Regions from separate parts of the Rattus norvegicus genome. Here region 1 is linked to region 2. The links are chromatin contacts, called in public Hi-C maps. All regions are on one chromosome and are shown on one strand. The core of a region is the stretch at or near the end of the contact, and the rest is flanking DNA. Distances in the headings are between cores, read along the strand shown. Region 1 holds the start of Foxn3 (forkhead box N3). Region 2 overlaps Foxn3 (forkhead box N3).

Evidence for each region. A called contact is a pair of places that touch in the nucleus more often than the background predicts.
Region 1: a Hi-C map of mammary epithelial cells shows a contact between it and region 2, with 2.3 times the contacts expected there. The contact joins the promoter of Foxn3 here to the enhancer-like site in region 2. A contact is called at or near these places in 2 of 12 Hi-C or Micro-C datasets (frontal cortex and mammary epithelial cells).

Annotation. Positions count from the first base shown.
Region 1 is chr6:124,570,680-124,577,189 of GRCr8, forward strand. Foxn3 (forkhead box N3) reads right to left here and starts at 1,361. Exons shown (of 7, transcript NM_001108047.2): 1 at 1,252-1,361. It overlaps LOC102550560, which reads left to right. Exons shown (of 5, transcript XM_063262634.1): 3 at 1,225-1,739.
Region 2 is chr6:124,220,331-124,227,299 of GRCr8, forward strand. All of the region lies in intron 5 of Foxn3 (forkhead box N3), which reads right to left. Among named protein-coding and RNA genes, the nearest start is that of Cpg1, 180 kb to the left of the region's middle. Within about 2 kb of position 3,706, at least 42 of the 93 cell types and tissues checked have an H3K27ac peak or open chromatin away from gene starts, as enhancers often do.

The DNA.
Region 1 (6,510 bases), core at 111-2,610, 350 kb after region 2:
AAAAGAAACCACGCAGGAACCCATGTACGAGAAGGCAGATCTGAAATTAAGACAAGGTTTTAAAAGAAGGTTTCGGGTGACTGTTTTCCTAAGTCCCCATCTGACTGACCAATCAGTGTGAGAGTTAGAGCGGGCTCCAGACATTCGTGCAGTCTTCAGGGCTCTCTGCACCCTCTGAGCTGCTCCCCCTGGCTAAGGCAGAGCTGGAGATCAATGAAAAAACAGGGAACAAAAGGGAAATACTGATGTCTTCCTCAGCCAGGAAAAGCCATTCCCATTTTCTTCAATGAGCCTGGAGCACCCAGCCTACAACAGCGCCACGGGGGAGCTTCCACCAGCCGGGTCCAGTCCTTTCAGAGCTGGCAGTTTCCCCTTCGCAATCATGTGTCCCAACGCTAGCACAACCTGGTGACGGAAGGCTCCCGGAGCCCAACCAATTGAAACTAATAAATTAAATAAATTAATAACCCCCACGATTAAAAGCTCCCAAGAAAGACCGCGTCCCCCTTTCCCAAATGTCATTCCCAGACTATAAACAAAGCATGAAAAATAGTCTCCCGGGCTAGGAATCTAGGGTTTTCTCCTCAAAACAACGTTTTTCTCCAAAAACAGAAACACTCCTGCTTCCTTCAACGGACACTCCGGTTTGTCCATGTCACGCCGGGATATGCAGCTCCGGTATTTGAAAAAGAGGTTTAAACTGCCCATAGACACTCTGTTTATAATTGATAGCAAAACAGTTACGACAGCGATGCTGTAACTCTGCCCCAACCAAACTCCACATTTAACACGTTAGTTCCTTGAAAATACTAGTCATGCCTGGGGACCCTCCAAAGCCGCCTCCCTCCGAAGTCATTAACAGAATTACATCAATTATTCGGTAATTTTTATAAATATCCATTGTCTGGGATTTTTTAAAATAAAAATGTAAAACCAGCTATCTACAAATTCCAGAAAAAAAAACTTTTCTTTCTTTCCTTTTCTTTCTTTCTTTTTTTTTTTTTTTAAATGAACTTACTTTTGAGACAAAAACTAACGAAAATAAGCAACTCGCCATCCCTGGATCTTCCCCATTCTGGGCTGCATGCTATAAATCAATCCGAAACTAGGTGCACAGATGGGGGCGGACACCTTAAGATAAAAAGCCAAGGGTGCCCCCCAAAATGGGCAGCCTGGGCAGCGAGGCTTGGGGTGACAATGCTAACCCGGGCAGAGGCTCGCTAGACAGCCAGCGAGCTGGATTTTCCTTACCTTCGATCGCCTGCCCCCCAGCTGCTTCTCGCGGCCGCATTGGGGGGCTGCAGCGGCGCTGGACTCGCGGGGGGCCCCGCCGCCGGCTCGCGCCGTCTCCCAGCCGAGCTGCACGGACCGCGGCCGGAACACCCGGCTCCAGCGCCCGGCGCCTGCCCGGGGTCGGCGGCTCGGCTCCCACCCGGGCCCGGAGTCCCGCTGGGTCCTAGCGCTCGCCGCCCGGGCCGCGGCCCGCTCTGCAGCCTGCACGTACTGCGGGGCGGCGGGGGAGGGGGGGAGTCCCGGGAAAGCACGAGCGGGAAAGCCGTGCAGCCTTGGGTGCGGAGAAAGCGGAGCTCAGTGCCAAAGCCTGGGTGTGCAAAGAAAGGCGCTGGCTCCCGCCGAATTCCCAGAAGGCAGATGCTAGAATCTGCAGCCCGGGCGGAATGCACAAGCGTGGCCGAGAGGTTTGCTCCGTGCACCTGTGGTATAGAGTGCGCTTGCAGAAGGTAAGAGACATCGCGGGATCCTCGGAGATTTCAGAGTATCCGGGAGGGAAAAAAGTGGACAGTTCGTGCGCTTGAAACCACTTTCCCCCCCAATTTGCCCCCATTAACATTTTTTTTTATTTTCCATTCTGATTTCTCTAGCTTTATAATTTGTGTTTTAAATAACAAAGCCCCATATGGCTCACCACGTAGTCATCTGATTTTCAAAAGACCTCCAAAATTACATCAAAATATGCACCCATGTATCTCCTAAGAAATCAACTAGAGAGAATTAATGGTGGCATATGGTGTGCCTCGTAGAGAAAACTTAATTACAAATTAAAACAAATGCGAAAAATTCGCAAATCCCATAAACCAAAAGTAAATTATGATCCTAGATTAGTTCACAGATCAGCTTGTTACCATTAGGGGGACTGTAAAAATTCTACGTTTCTTTCTGAGCAAGAGTGTTACCTTGTAAGAGTTGAACTAAACCAACTGCTCCCAGCCCCACCCCCATCCCACCCCACCCCAACCCACCTCCACCCTCCTGGCTCTCGCGCGACTTTTTGGTTCTGTATTTACTGTGGCCCACCTGGAAGGTCACTTAAATCTTGCAGGTTCTCCTTTAAGAAGACAATTCCATTAGCCCCTAATTCATAACAGTGCTTCAGTTGAGGAAACCTGTTTGAAAGGCTTGGCAAGTGTTCCTTCAAGAATTCTTTGAGCCTTCAGATACCACCAAGTTAGAAGGTCACGATTCAGTCAGACTGCTAATAGCAACAAAGGTCGGTGCTGTGGTTTACACCAAAAAGAAAACTAAAACCGCGGCTTCTGACTTCTATTTCGAGAGCAGAAAATGTCCCTTTGAAAAGTGCCGTTGCCCTCTCTAGTGCAGGCTAGCTAAAGGTAATGGAAGATTTTTAAACATTATTAAATGAACATCACAGGTGACTCTTTTCACACCTAGTGTTGTAACGTGGTACTTTCCCCCATCTTCAAAGTACTTCTCCTGTGATCTTTACCACGCCTCCAAGAGAAAACAGGCAATGGAGGTTCAAGAAAGGACTGGTCTGAAGCTCCCTGACTGGTGACCAGTGAGGATGGAATCTCTCCCTCAGGTCTCTCCACCCCAACCCCCAACCCCTTGCAGCAAGATACCATCTGTCCCCCTCCTACCTCTCTGCAAGCACTGTGGGAACGCAGTAGGATTCCAGCATCCCTTCTTACCTGTAACAGAGCCCCAGTCTATAGCATGGCCACATGAAGTACTTGAGAATATTTTAGTCACTGCTGAGAAATTTTGCTAGAAGGAGCTGGACCATTCAGATTTCTCTCCGGGGGCTTCTAGCTCCCAGTTAAGTAGTGCCTTAGTCACCCAGGTACACTGTTGCTGTATTTTGTTTTTGTTTTTGTTTTTTCTGTCAGACACACGACTGACCGCTTTATACGCGTTGTGTGTATCTGCAGTAGAAACTGATCACTTTCTAGTGTCCCCTCTGAAAGGTTTTGTGGGCCCCAAAGTTAAGTATCTTAGATATAAGGTGAGCCATTAGTGAGACCCACTCACTATCCCTGAATATCCCTGAGCCAACCCAGCAGCACTTGGCATCTGATGGCCCTTTGGGGAGTCACTTCTCGTCTCTTCTGCGCCCGTGGGAAAGTTAGCAGCCAGATCTGTTTGTGGCCTTCCACTTCCTCCTTCCCCCCCACCCCCCACCCCCCTCCAAAACCGAGTGTCACTTCTCATGATGTGTTCCAACCTGTCCCTAGCCAGGTGAAGGACTGGATGATGTTGAACCTCACAGACAGAAACTTCAAAAGAGTACAGCAGCTGAGTAAGGGGCCAGTCAGGGAAGGGCTATCAGGAGGTGTATGCTCCTTCCTGGTGAGGTACTTGGAAGGGCTTGTGTAAAAGTCACCTGATGGATCTATCTGACCTCTTTGTGGAAACACTAATGACTTTACAGCTGTACCATCCGTGTCGGTGTCCGTGTCACCTTAAAATGGTGTGAACGGTAGGATCCAAGTAGCCTTAGCATCGACAGGGAACTGTGAGATGTCGCAAAGCAGCCCCGTTACTAAGCAGGCTCAAGGCCCGAGTCACTCAATCATTCATTCTCAAATTCACTCATTCCTCCAATTGTGACTGGATCAAGCATTAGGTTAAGGTAATACTCTAGGCCATGGGAATGAAATCATCCTAGTTTGCCTGCGGGAGACTTTATTTCATCTTATAATTCCCAGGTCATAATCCATCACTGAGAGGATCGAGTAGGAACCTGGAGGCAGGAAATGAAGCTGAGACCACAGAGGAACACTGTGGCTTGCTCCTCAGTTACACACACACACACACACACACACACACACACACACACAGAGCCAGACCTACCTGCTCAAGGATGGTATTGCCCACACAATGGGTATCATGGACCTTCCCACGTCAATCAGCTAAAAAGGAAAATGCCCAACAGATATGGCCACAGGCCATTCTATCGGAGGCAGTTCTTCAACTGAGGCCCCCCTTCCCTGGTGACTCTGGTTTGTGTGGCGTTGACAAGAAACAACCAGGCACAAATGTCCTTAAAGCAAACAACTGTGGTGGCCACCCTGCTGCAGTTGAATTACCTCCCTGCTGCCCTGTCCTGAGTGCCAACTGTCAGTTATTTTCTGAGCCACCCTTAAGCGCATCCTCCTCTGAGTTGTGGGGCTGCCTGTACCCGTCCAGGTGTCAAAGAGTCCCTAACCAGTTGACTGCTGGTGGGGTGTGGCCCAGAGGAGACAAAGGGAAAAATGACAGATTGCAGGAAGAGGCAAACCAGAGAACGGTATCTCCTCTTCCTGCCCAATGTCATCATATGCTGGGCTGCCCCTCGCTGAATCTTCTACAGGGCCACTTCCCATGAACTGTTCACCCTGGGGTTGCTTTTAGGTTTCTGCTGTGACTCATCATCCCTGAGTAATTTCCCCATGCTGTACAGAAGAATGAAGAGAGGGAGGTCCACTGGAGGGAACACCTCAGGCATTGCCAAACCATGGAGGGTCAGAAAATGAAGTCCAGTGAGACGCTGTCCCTTGAAGAAGTGATGTAAATCTTGAGCCTGGGTGCCTTGATCTTTGAAGGTGACTGCGGTCTCCGCGTGACCCCTTTTATGTCCTGTAAGCCCTTGCCCAATGTCCCTTCTCCAGCATCTCTTGCTTCTTCCTCTGTTCTCACCTCTCTCTTTGAGCTCACCACTTTCTAACGTGTTTGATCTACTACGATCTTGATAATCCACGGTCTCCTCCACACATCGCAGCAGAAGTTCCACGGTGCCAGGAAGCTTGGAACATAAAAGTGCCTGAACTGGCCGTGTCTTTAATTCCAGCACACGCATGGTCAAGGCAGCAGAACAGCTGAGAGTCTGAGGCCAGCCTTGACTACAGAGTGAGAACCTGTCTTGAAACAAAAACAAAGCAAAATGATGTCTGATATATAGTACACGCTCATCTTCTTTGAATGAGGGACTGGGGGTGTAACTTAGTAGGTAGAGTGCTTTCCAGCATCACACAGACACATCACAGTGGTTATGACAGCACTTATCTGTGATCCCAGCAGGAGGTGGAGGTCCTAAGATTAGAAATTCAAGGTCATCTTAGGCTGTATAGCCAGAAACCCTGTGAGAAAAAGAAAGGAAGGAAGGAAGGAAGGAAGGAAGGAAGGAAGGAAGGAAGGAAGAAAGTTAGTTAAATGAACGAGTAAAGTGTAGAAAGGTGTTTGCTTTAGTTCAGGGTTCTCTGGAGGAAGAGCCCGTAGGCAAGGAAGCAGGAAGTTGCCTGTGATTTGCCTCATGCTCTAGCAGGGGTGGGATTTTTTTCTAGCTTCAGATAGCTTCTGCGATTGGGTGACATTTGCAATTCTGGGTGTTTTTCAGGAGTTATCTAAATGCTAGGGTCCTGAGAGGCATGGTGGGCTGTCGGTTGTTGTGGGTCACAGTTTGTTAAGTAGTCATGCGCAAAGAAAAAGAAGAAACAACAAGAAGACATTAGATATCCCGGTGGCAAAAAACAAACTTAACCCCATGGAACTCAGTGCCCCTAATCAGCAGGAAGTAGTCTAACGTTAACGTTTCCCCCTTTCTGATCCCTGACTTAAAAGATCTCTTTCCTCTTTCCCCTGTATCCTTTTTTCTCTCCTGCCTAGTGTGAGGGGGTTGAAGGGGTGGGAAAAGGGTAGAGAAGGGTAGAAGAAAAAAAAAACCTATAAAGTGACAAAAAGACCACCGGTTCCAGAAAGGAGGAGGCAGGGGAAAGTTGGTTGAGATTTATTCTAATAATTTAGCTATGCCAGGTGGGTGTGGCACTTTTAATCCCAGCATTTGAGAAGAGGTAGAGACAGATGAACCCTGTGAGTTCAAGGACAGGCACATCTACATAGCGAGGCACTGTTTTAAAACAAGACAGAATTTGGTTATGCACCTAGGGAGGCCGATCTACCCCTAAGCCTTGCATTAGCACACTGCAGACCCAGCAGGGCTAGTGGCGTAGTTCTAATGTGATTATCAGCAGGCTCAAGACCCAGAAGAGTTGATGTTTAGGGGAAATTCCAAGGAATGTCCCAGGTTGAGGGACCCAGATTGAGAGGGCCCTTTCTCAGGAGAAGACCTTTCTGTTCTATTTATGCCTTTGGCTGGTGTGCTGAGGCTCACACACATTGTGGAAGGTTATCAACTTTATTCAGGCCAACAATTCCAGGATAATCTCTCCCCAAAACACTCTCACAAACACACTCAGAACAGTGTCTGAGTAGGTG
Region 2 (6,969 bases), core at 2,456-4,955:
GACTATAGTTAAATCAGAGAGAAAGAACGGGGTGCATGTGTGCGTGTGTGCGTGCGTGTGTGTGTGTGCGTGCGTGCGTGTGTGTGTGTGTGTGTGTGTGTGTGTGTGTGTATGCGTGTGTGTAGAAATACTAGGGTAAGTTCTAAGGTTGCTGTGGGGGGAGCCACACAGATGGAGATGCCTGATGCCACTATACGTATCTGGAGGACTTGCTATAGGAAGAACCTCAAAGGTGGAAAAGCAGGATGTGTGCTCAGAAATGACAAAAATAAATGCAGTGTGTATACAGAAATGAAGACGGTCTTTGCTCCAGCAAATCATCCCACTGTGGTGGTTTGAATAAGCAATGCCCCCAGAGGCTCCAGCATTTGAACACTTGGCCCCAGGTGATGACACTGTTTGCAGAGAGGAGATGGCCTTGCAGGAGGACATGTGTCCCTAGAGGCGGGCTCTGAGAGTCTACAGCCGACCTCTGCTTTCCAGTCTGCCCCCTGCTTTACGCTTGTGACAGAAGATGCGACTCTCCCCTTCTGGCCACTGTGTCTGCATCCTGCAGCCTCTGTCCCATCACAATGGACTCATCCCTCTGGAACCAGCTCTTCCTTAAGTTGCTTTGGTCATTGGTGTTTTATCACAGCAGCAACAGAGAAGCAACTAATTAACACAGGCACACTGGACTTTACCTAGTGCAGCAATCTGGAGCAGGAAAGCGGGCTGCAAGGAGGTGGCTGGGAATACCAGGCCCGTGCCCCATCTCTGCCAGTTAATTACTTTGTCTCTGAAGCAAGCTATGTCAACTCAAGTAAGCCGGGGATGTCTCACCTCCTGCAATCACTGCCTCCACTAAAGTGATCTTCCAGGGGAAGGTTTACTGAGGTTAGCGACTCCCTCATATTTAGGAAGTGCCTGAGAGTTATTATCACTGTCAGACCCACTGTGATAGCCTTCCACAGAAGAATCCCGAGGCACCATGCTTTCCCCCACTTCAGATCAACTGAAAAGCCATAAAAGGGAACAAGGCGAAAGCCAGACAGAGCTAGAAGACCTTGGCTGAGTTCCTGATGATGGAGTGGCTAGGACAGCAATGACGGCTCCTGTGGTATTTCAGTTCCCAGGTGCATAATGTCAGCATTACCCCTGGAAGGGAAGTGCGCCAACCGGAGTCACAGAACAGTTAGCACTTGTGTGGTTCTGAGTCACCTGCTAATGAGCATGACCCAGTCAGAGGTCCATGCCCCATACGCACAGATGCCCAAATGCCCAGACACTTCAGCAGGAAGAGGAAACAGGAAGAAACGGGCTCCAGCAAACACCTACTGGAGGCTAGGTGTTGGAGAGACAAACCCCTACCACTGTGCAGAGTCTGTGAAGGGCTCTGTGCAGCATGGCATCAGATAACACTGGGTATCCCACCCCAGTTCTGGGCACGAACATACCTTGTAGGGTTGTTCCGAGGATTACATGAGGTGAGCTATGAAAACTGCTTAGCCTAGGGGCTGGTGGTGTACGCTTAGTGAGATCCACTCTGTTCTCACTATCCCTCCACCAGCCCACACTACCTCTCCAGAAACCCCAGTGAATTACCTATAAGGCACAAGGTTTAATGGGGGAAATCCAATTCTTCCCAGTCTACTATGCTTTTGGTAGCTAGCCTTGACCCTACATGCACATCTTCCCAATGGATGAGCTGTATTCACGTCAAAGCAGCTTGGCAGCAGTGGCAGGTGTGCGCCTGAGCCTTTGAGACTGCTCGGGATGTCCCAGGACTCTTTCCCACGTGAGCTGCTGAATCCCGCCCATAGGTCTTGCCATTTCTCGCTCTTCCTCATTGGCAGCACACTCCAGACCGAGATGGTGACTGGATCAGCCTGCTCACTGGCTGCCGAAAGGCAGCTGTGACCCTTAAGTGAGCTTATACCTCTTCCCCTTTCTGTCCCCACCCTCAAGTGTCAGGAATGTGGCCTCTGGAAACTGGCACAGCCAATTTCCAGCGGCTCTGTGGAAAGAGGCATGGAGCGCCGTCTCCCTTTCCATTAAACGCTAAGGCAGGAGTATGAGCCCATTTGCCTGCCCTTGGTCTAAAATTAGCATCTCTCTTTCCTTCTGCCCTGGCTGGTTGTGTGTCAACCTGAGACAGGCTAGAGTCATCAGACAGGAAGGAGCCTCAGTTGAGGAAAGGCCTCCATGAGACCCAGCTGTAAGGCACTGCCTCAATTCATGATCAGTGGGGGAGGCCCAAGTTCACTGTGGGTGGTGCCATCCCTGGGCTGTGGTCCTGGGTTCTATAAGAAAGCAGGCTGAGCAAGCCATGGGGAGCAAGCCAGTAAGTAACATCCCTCCATGGCCTCTGCATCAGCTCCTGCCTTCAGGTTCCAGCTTGTCCTCCAATGATGGGCTATGATCTAGAAATGTACGCCAAATAAACCCTTTCCTCCCCAATTTGCTTTGTGTTCACAGTGTTTCTCTGAAGCAATGGAAACCCTGACTAAGACCCTTTCTTTCTCTCACTACCTCCTGAAAAAACCGATACACTCAAAGACCAACACAGCCATCGCCTCAGGCTCTGAGATGGAGTCAGGAGGCAGCTCAGTCAAATACTTAAGAAAATACACGTTTGGAGCCGACTCCTAACTCTGTGTCCCACTAGAAGAGGTCTAGGCACCCAGCATCACCCTTTCTGGTCAGCGGGCTACACATCTTTCTCCCAGCAACCCAGGAGAAGAAACAGGCTGCTGGAGCCTCAGGTGCTATGGCCCCAGCACTTATTGACCGGCTGTTCCTTAAGTCACAGAATGTCTCCAGCCCCCCCCTGAAATCAGCTAGACTGTAACACTCACGCCAGACCAGGGACAACCAAGCAGCATGACTCAGTGCAGATGCTACGGCCATAAGTGACAGCAACCTTAGGAGTCCTTTGTCTGTCTGTGTGCACGAAGTGAGCATGGACTCGGGAACGCGCTCTTATGATAGCCCAAGGTTGACACTGGATGCTTTCCTCTGTCAACATCCTCAGCCATGTCACCTAGTCTATTATGGCCACTGGGCTAGGGTTTACTTGTCCCTGCCTCCCTAGGACCAGAATTAAGGGCATGCATTCCCCAACCCCAACTCCCACTTCTGGGACTTAGGTCGTCATGCTTTTATAGCAAGTACTGAGCCCCTTCCCAGGTCTAAAGAGCAGTTCTGTTCTGAAAAATCCAAGGCATAAAGCAAACTTTCCCGCACACTGTGCTGGCCCTCAGCGCTTCGCCTGCCTCCCTCTTGATAGGCATCTCCCTTGGTCTTTGCAAGGTCTGAAATTAACCTCAGTGGGGAGCTCGCAGCTCTGCCATTGGAGGGCAGCCCTGGCTAACACTATCAGAGGCCATAAGCTGAGCAGCAGGCCATTCCTGTCATGGTTCCTCCCCCGAAGGCACCCCTTCCACCTGCTTGCTTGGGCGCAGGCTGGGGAAGGGCTGTCATGGCAGGCACAGCCTGTTTCCTGTGGTCTTTCTTCTGTGGAGCCCTACATAGATGACATGCACCCCAGTTCCAGGTAGCTCTCCCCATCCCTCTTGGTCCATTCTGCTCTTTTGTTTATTATCTGGCATTCTGTCTCTGGGAAAATTCCAAGCAAGGATTATATAAACCTTTGGAGATAGCGAATGGTGACCTAGTTTCCTCACAGGGGTTGACGATGACTCACAGGGATTGTCGAGGGAGCTACTAGGCAGGTGATTCAGGAGATACCAGCAGCTGAGATGAGTGTGCACTGCCACTCTTTAGGGAGAGCCTGGAGTAGGTGGACAGACTGATTTCAGAAGGTAAGGTGAGCAGACAGCCATGCTTGTTGCTGACTGTTTGGCAAGTGGCATTTTGAGCATGATGACCCTTCTTGCGGAAGGTATCCCACGCTCCATGACTGACACCAGAGGCACAAACTGTTAGAAGACAAGGCTTTTATTAGCTCACTGCAAATTGCAGTAGACAACTGAAAACAGAGGTGGTGGGCCCTCAGGACTGCAACCCAACCACTGCAGGGGGCACAGGGTTCCTGGGCTCTCACTAGTGTCTCAGGCAGAGCCTTTTCTATTACTCACAGAGTTTCAGAGCCAGTGTGCTGGCCCTGGGCTAGCTTTGCAGATACCAAACAAGGAAGAGATCTAAGGATGCCACTCAGTGACCTGAAGTGCAGAGGCTACAAAGCAGGATGACAAAGGGGGGAGGGAGCCCTTTCTAGCAAGGAAGCCAGCCTGTGATTGCCAGGAGATGAGGTAGGTAGTTTACCACTCAGAGGGGCAGCCCAGGGTGAAGCAGGAAGCTATAAATAGCAAGGCACGAGGAGGTTCTATAAACAGAGCCTGGCCCCAGCCCCAGGGAAGAGAGCAGCAGGAAACATATGGGGTTCTCAGAAGCCATGCTGCCCGGCTCCTGACCATGGGAGAAGGTCTGCGTGAACCCACACGGTGCATCACAGAGGCTGTTTGTTAACTTTCTACATTCACTGAGGATTGCTACCAAGCCCTCAGGCAACACTAGCAGAGCACTTCATCATTCTGACTGTATGGCTTCTCCCTTAAGGGATCAAGGCACTGCCCCAATCTCAAGGCAAGAGACCATCAATGCTGCCAGGCAGTGGCGTACACACCTTCAATCCCAGCACTCGGGAGGTAGAAGCAGGCTGACCTCTGAGTTTGAGGCCAGTCTGGTCTACAGAGCAAGTTCCAGGACAGCCAGGGCTATACAGGGAAACCCTGTCTTGCAACACTTCGCCGTCCCCTTTGCCCCCGGCCCCCAGCAATGTAAAGGAAAATAAAGCTACAGTTGGAATGGCCAGAAAGAGCTGTGCACACACTTCCCTCTGGCTGTGTCCACGAGGAGATGGCTGATTTGCCACGCTCCCTAACTGGCATTGTTTTAATCCTTAGGGGCTCTGAAGCCCGCCACTGACAGTGCGTACACTTGACCTCCGGTCTGAGACGGGAAGGCGAATATGAAGCCAGTGTCTCCACGACCTTCTTGTTCTCTTGTCTACATTGCTGTTCCTGCCTGTGAGTGACCCTTGATGACCTTCATAGGCATCCAGTGGCGCCTGCCAAGACCCTGGAGAGTCCTCTTGGCCTGAGGCCCTCGTGAAGTCTGTGGCCTTTTCACAGAATGTTAAAAGTTAAAAAAAGGCCACTAAGATGACCCACAGAGCTGGGGACCGTAGCTCAGTCCCCAGTCCTGGTCTCCACCCCAGCGCACGTATGCACATATGGTGTGGTGGTGCATGCCAGAGAAATGGGGCAGGAAGATAAGAAGTCCAGGTCATCCCTTGGGACATGGAAAGTCTGGGGCCAGCTTGGATCACATGGAACCCCACCTTTAAAGGAATGAAAAGGAATCGTATCTTTAACACATGAGCACTTTGAAACCTCAGTGCGGCACCTGACATAAGTAGGACTACGGACATTGCAGGAAGAGAATTACAGTTGGAGAGTTACAGGGATGGACAAGAAGGCTCATTTGGTCAAGAAAATATTAAAAACAATCCTGTTAGCAAATCAGGAGAACCCAACCTGTGGTCAAGAGGCCAGGAATAAGAGACTTTCAGGAGAGACACTGAGGGTCTGTGAGTTATCAACCCACATCTCTCGACTTTCCTAGACTCCCCATTCCCTTCTCGGCCTAGGAACTGGCCCATCAGAAGTATCTACACCAGGGCTGGAGGGATGGCTCAGTGGTTAAGAGCACTAGCTGCTCTTTCAGAGGTCTTGAGTTCAATTCCCAGCAACCACATAGCGGCTCACAACCATCTGTAACAGATTCTGGTGTATCTCAAGACAGCTACAATGTACTCATATCCATTAAATAAATAAAATATTAAAAAAAAGAAGTATCTACTCTAGGGCCCGGCCCATCAGAAGTATATACCATAAAGTAACACACATAGCACACAAGGCAGCAAGCCAAGGAAGGGGTTGGAATTTTACATGGCTCTGATGAGATCAGTCTGCTTTCACTAAATGGGTTATGCCACCTGATCATAGGAATCTTTCCAGTCTGTGACTTGATTACAATTGGAGTCTCTAACTTTTCCTGAAATGTTATCTAAGAACGGATTTTAAGCACAGATTTCTCGGACACTAAAGAGTCACCTTCAGGCTGGCTGGGTGAACGGCTCTCTACTTAGCAGTGGATTGGGCTGGCTGGAGGTGTAAGCAGCCTCACACTGCAGAGGTCAGGAAATGTAGGCTGACAGCCGGGAGCAAGCAGTCAGGGCAGGTAAGGGTGGCCCCAGGCACATGACCAAGCTGTCTGAGAACGCTTGCCTGGCAGTATTGCTTCAATCTTTTAAAATAGGTACAGAGAAAAAAGACCTTTCCCCCTAAGGCTCTCAAGAAGGCTATGGATGGGGGTCTGGAATTCTTCTCACTCCACCATGAATCTAGTGTGGATCTTGGGATGGGTGCTTTCTTGTGGGAAATTCCCTCAAAGTGGGGGAATCCTCATTGCTTAAAAGGGAATGATATCTTTAGAAAGCCAGAGCTCCAAGCCAGCTGGAAACCTAGTCACAGGCACAAGACAGGTAGGGAGCAGCCCCTAGCAGTGTCACAGGAGAACCTGTCACATCGAGTCACTTTCTACCCCTGTGAGAGCAGCACCGACAGAAGACAAGCAGATCCTGGTGTACCACCTCTCAGCTCAGTGTGGTTCTGGCCAGGTGTGGGGCATGGACAGACACACTGGCCTCAAGCTGTGAGGCGGGGAAGACATCTTGATTTCAGGTGAACTATAAAGAGAAGAAAAGAAAAGAACAGAAAAGAAAAGAGACGAGAAGAAAAGAGAAGAAAAGAAAAGACAAGATAAGACAAGACACCAGGTAATGGGCGAGAGTCAGGCCCAACCAAGCAAGGCAAAGACCTGTCCTAACTGGCATTGCTCATTGAGCACTACTAAGCTACACCAGCCCTGCCCTTCTCTCTGTGGCACCTATTAAGGCCAAGC